2 separate regions of the Zea mays genome follow, and region 2 is linked to region 1. The links are chromatin contacts, called in public Hi-C maps. All regions are on one chromosome and are shown on one strand. Each heading gives the region's core, a stretch centred on a gene start, on an enhancer-like site or on the middle of the called end of the contact. The rest is flanking DNA. Distances are from core to core; before and after follow the strand shown.

Region 1 (2,724 bases), core at 85-2,584:
ATGACATATTAAAATACACTCGTCCCTCCATCGCAAAAGCCAAAACGTATTATAATTTGGGATGGAGTAGCATGCAGTACGGTTCTAGGAAACCACTAGTATCAATCAAATGTTATGGTTCGGTTTCAGATCTCATTAGTTGAACCCACACTCAAATAATCTCAATCTTAATCGCTACACTAGAGGCATTACTTGAAAACGTGCATTTAGACAGCACTTTCAGCTATACCTTCTCTGCTGGCCAGTTGTAAATCATTGACATCATCTCCCCCTTATCCTTTGCACTGAAATACATCCCACGGGGTCGTCTGAACAGACCGCTGTAATTTTCACAGACCAAGCCAACAGTGGGAGTGTATATTATCGGGGCAAAATCCTTGATATTGTCAATTAGCACCTGTCGAGAAGAGCGCATATTACCATGTCAGCACTCCAAATTCAGGCACATCGCCATTGTATCATTTTTTTTTCCCAAACACGATACTGCAACCTACGGGCTCACCCTGTAGTACAATGTCTCGTTCCGGTCGTGCAACCTGTTGAGGATCCTCCATTTGGCCAGCGCGACGATGGAGTCAGGCTCGCCGCGGGTATTGTGCTCCAGCGACCGGAAAGAGTTTACTGTAACGAAGCAAGCACGCGCGTAAGTCATAACGCGTCGCGTGAACAACGACAAATTCCGTGATCCCGAAACCCATTCGGCGCGCCACAAACAAGACGAATAAGGAAACACAAACGCTAACGGGAAGGGCGACTCACTAAATCGCTCGTACTGCTGCTCGAAGGACATGACCCGCGGCGGGAGCAAGCCGCGGAGACCGAGGCGGTCGCGCTCCGTCATGGGGAACGCCGTATCCTGCGCCCAAACGGAATGGAAGCCCCGGTAAGCTGAAACCGCATCGAGTCCACGCGCAAACCGCGAGATCGGGGTCGGGGGCTCCGCGTGTAGCTTGGCTACCTTACCTTGTTGTACCACGGATCGTGGAGGATGTCGTTGCCGCGCTTGTGCACGATGCAGGGCCCAGGCACGGCAGCGCCGGCGTGCGCCGGGGGCGCGGCCGACGACAGGAGGCGCCGGACCTGCGCGGCCCGCCGCGGCGCCGAACGACACATCGCCGGCGAGATCATCTGACACGCCGCTCGGTCAGTTGGTCGGAATCCAATGCTCGGAGCTGCAGCCGCGTCCGAGACGGTGCGGTGCGGTGGTGGTGGCCGAGGCCCCTAGCTCCTGGGAGATTTGAAGGGGAGGCGTCGCCGCGCGGTGCGGGCACCCGCGGTGAGGGCAGGAGGATAGGAGACCCCCGGTCGGGGCGGGGGGTATGGCCTGGGTAAGGTGGGTGGTGGAGGCCTGGTCCCTGTGGGGGTGGGAAGGGGTGATGCGTTGCTGGCTGAATCGTGAATTCGTGATGCGAGTGCGACGCGACGCGCACGCGAGAGCACGGCTCGTGGTCGTGGAACGCGAGGGCCGAGGGGGAGGGCGCCGGTTGGGTCAGAAGGGAGGTGAGTGGTGGCGGCGGAGGACCGGACGCGGGCGGGGACGCGGCTCTACTAGTGAAGGTGTTGTCGGCGACGAGTTCCGCAGGCCGCAGCGCGACTATGCGCATTCGAAACAATAAAGATGGATTTGCTAGGCGCACCAAGCCACGGTACCTCTCATACGAGACTATTTCGACTACATGTATAAGTCTTTGCCTAGTTTTGATTAAGAATGCTATAAATCAATTTGTTTGACTGTGCTAAGGTTCTATTCGAATCCACCAATACCAGTAATAAAGTTACCTAGCTAAAAACAACTATTCTTCGGCTCCATTTTTTTACCCTCTAAATTATATAATCCAGCTTAAATAAGTTAAGAGATAAATAAACAACACATATTATTAAGTGGATTAAATATAATCTAGATACCTAGATTATGATAATTCATAGACATGTCATTTGGTGCTTATATAATCCATATAATTCTAGAAGGAAACAAAGAGGGCCTTCCATAATGATAGAAAATACAAAAAATAATTTAAAAAAGGCTCCTAACAATTTATTTCATAAATAAAGATAAAGAGGGGCGAGGATACTCTAGCACATTGGTATAAAAAAGTTGTTAGAAAGATATAAAGAACATTTTTTGAATGACTCTTCAAATAATGGTCTAGAAGGAGGTTGAGTTTAGAAAAAGACTTGACATGCTCTAGGAAGCTAAGAGCATCTTTAACATATTACTTATCATGTCACTAATAAAAAGTTGTCATACGAGGGATTGCGGTTGCTCCAATAACTTACTCATCCTATCGTCGAAAACTAGTTCATCTCCCCCTCAAATGTAGGCATTTAAGTGGAGAAGGAAAAAACTATACTAGCGACATTAGAAGACCACCTGTATAAACTCTGAGGATGATAGGTAATCTACATACTATAAGAGCATATTTGCATCATCTGAACCAACTATTTGTTTTACTAAACAACAAGTTATTAAAATTTAGACGACTAAAGTTTAGTACTAGATTATTTAGATATAACGACTAGTTGTGCCGATCTAAATTTAGTTCATACGTTTAGATGGCCTAAAAAGTTATTATTAGTATGAGTTGTTTGGATCCACTAAAAGGATATTGTTTGATTTTGGCAATTGTTTTAAATACCTACCTGCTTGGGTGTAAATGATTGCTAGAACTAAGTCTTAGATGATGATTTATATAGTGGTATCCATAAGCATAACCTTAGTATAGC
Region 2 (2,724 bases), core at 73-2,572, 180 kb after region 1:
ATATGTACTATTGCAACTATATTATCCCCTAAGTCCTATTGAAGGACATGTTATTTGCTTTGCACAACTATGTATAAATTGTGGTATAAGATAGAAAATGATAGCACCCCAACCTCATCTATTCTCATTATTCCAGATGAACAATGAGACATATATCTTGAAGAATATGCTTGAGTTATGAGGGATAACGACTTTGACATATGTCATCGTCAGGGGGAGCGAATACTTATATTGATCACAATCGTGAGACAATAAATGTCATATTCTATGCCCTGAAGGCGTGAGCTTGATGATCAATATGTGAACCTTTATGTAACTTTCTATCAAATATATAGATCTAGTCGATCGAACACCATCAGTCAAAGTGGCTTATTTATATTGATACATGCACTTACCTCGTATATCCTAGAAGTGAGTAGAGGTAAAGTTTCTGAAATAGTCCTTGCAAGGATATGCAATCCGTTTGCTAAATCTTTATGTGCATATACTTCCAGAAGAAGATGTTTTGCTTTATTGATACGGTTTTGCAAGGATCAGGGGAGCACATTTCTAAAGTTAGCCCTTGTAGAAGATTCAATAGAATCTAGATACCAGAGGATCGAAATATGTCCCGGTGACAGCTGTTGTACTCTTTTTCCCTTAGTGAGTTTTCTTGAAGTTCTCACATGAGGTTTTTAACGAGGCAACAAAGTGCAAATGCAATTTGTATCACCATGCACTCTTTCTCCACATTTTTCAACTGGGTTTTTCGGAGTTTTAACGATGCATGTGTTGGTCTTGGTATTCGCCCAAGGGGGAGTGTTAAGTAACCCTAGTTAGGGTTATATGGACAAATACCTGTTTTGCCTTTGAGGGGTCTCACATCTCTATATAAGGAACCTGTACACCCCCTGATAATATAGAGAAGAGAAATAGGCCAGACGTCCAACCATACATCATATGTCTTGTGTGCTATCTGTTATGCTTATAGGAAAAGAGACAGGTCTTTTACATCTTCTCGCGTCTAATCTACTGATGGGAGAGAAGGGAGCGAATCTGGTGATCCGTGGTAACATACTTCTCAACGGGTGAAACACGTCTAGGGGTGACGGTTCGTGCAACAACCTCGACCAAGAATCCCGACCGAATCTGTGCTAGTGGTCAGTGGTGTGCTTTCCTCGGGCCATGCGGCCTTTCTCTCCCTCGAATCTCAGCCCAGCTGTTTTGGTTCTTCGATTCGATCTGTAATAATAATAAAGCAGAAGATGTCGATCTCGAATCGATGGAATCAGCGTTGGCTGGCTCCCCCGGCCCGGGCCGCCAGGCAGTTGGCGTTGTGGGCTGCTCGGGTCTTTATCCGGTATATACACCCACGGGCCACGGCCCGATACTCAAGCCTAGGTCCGCGCATGATTGCTGGGCCCGGCAAATAAGTTTCTGTCGTGCGAGACTGCACAGTAGGAGGTCTGTGGTTGCAAAAAAAAAATTCATTTTTGTATACCAAAACGGCAACACGGGCGACAAAGTTGTGCAACTCCATTATCATCACTGTCAGATAATTTAACATATCTGTATAAATAACTAAGTAATCCAATTTTAATAGCTAATGCATAATCAGAATTTAGATAACGCTCTTCATTATTTGCATCAATTATGAAATTGATGATTGTCGATATATGTATACGTGATAAGCTAATTAATCTAACATTTTAGAGATAATCATGAAACCCTAGACTAAAACTACTACCATTATTTCTCTCTTTTTAAATGACACCATAAAATTCTATCTAGTTATGCCTCGAACTGACGAGGATTTATAAAACAGAGATACGAGAGGCGTTAACTTACCTTATGGAGCAACCTCGTTCAAAGGAAGGAAGATCAAAACCCTACCATTTTTGTATCACTCAAAACACAACTATAAAAATACTAGATCTAATTTTGTTTCAAATCAATAAAGATCTATGAAAGAAGGTAGATGTGAGGCATTAACTAACCTCCTTGAGGGAATTCTTTCAAAGAAATGAAAACTAAAACCTCTTCTTGTATTTTGCATTTTTTTTTTAAAAAAAACTCCAAGATCACAACCAGTAGAAGTTAGCTTGGTCGAACGGTTCTGGTTGGAAAAAGAACATACGGTCTTTATAGCGGTTATATTACAGATGGTTCTTTAAGTGAACCCCTACTAGGCTACTATAGATGTATTTTTAGTGAGGGTTCATTTGAATATTTACTTCGACTGTTGGCTTAGAGGATCGATTTGTAAATATGATGTTTGTCTTAAAAAACCGACTGTTGAGAACTATGTTACCACGGATCACCAGATTCATTCCCTTCCCTCCCGTCAGCAGTAGAGGCGCAAGAAGATGTAGAGAACCCGTCTCCCTTCCCATAAGCACGACAGAGGAAACACACGAGACACTGTATATAGGGTTGGGTCTCTGGCCTCTTTCTGATCTCTATCATATGAAAGGGTGTACAAGTTCCTTATATAGAGATGTGAGACCCCCTTAGTGGCAAAGCAGGTATTTGCCCACATAACCCTAACTAGGGTTACCTAACACTCCCCCTTGGGCGAATACCGCGACCAACACATGCCTCGTTAAAACTCCGAAAAACCCAGTGGGAAAATGTGGAGAAAGAGTGCATGGTGATACAAATTGCATTTGCACTTTGTTGCCTCGTTAAAAACCTCATGTGAGAAACTTCAAGAAAACTCACAAAGGGAAAAAGAGTACAACAGCT

What was found. Hi-C and Micro-C count contacts between places; a contact is called where the count stands out from the background.
Region 2: a Hi-C map of tassel shows a contact between it and region 1, with 6 times the contacts expected there. The contact joins the enhancer-like site here to the promoter of LOC100501486 in region 1. A contact is called at or near these places in 7 of 25 Hi-C or Micro-C datasets (leaf, root tip, tassel and 1 more).

Annotation. Positions count from the first base shown.
Region 1 is chr5:24,845,692-24,848,415 of Zm-B73-REFERENCE-NAM-5.0, forward strand. LOC100501486 (Malic enzyme) reads right to left here and starts at 1,335. Exons shown (of 19, transcript NM_001196190.2): 1 at 964-1,335; 2 at 760-856; 3 at 503-621; 4 at 230-397. The coding sequence starts at 1,128.
Region 2 is chr5:25,021,864-25,024,587 of Zm-B73-REFERENCE-NAM-5.0, forward strand. No RefSeq gene overlaps it. Among protein-coding and RNA genes, the nearest start is that of LOC100282951, 64 kb to the right of the region's middle. Within about 2 kb of position 1,323, at least 17 of the 20 cell types and tissues checked have an H3K27ac peak or open chromatin away from gene starts, as enhancers often do. A contact at or near this core is called in leaf and tassel, where this site is marked.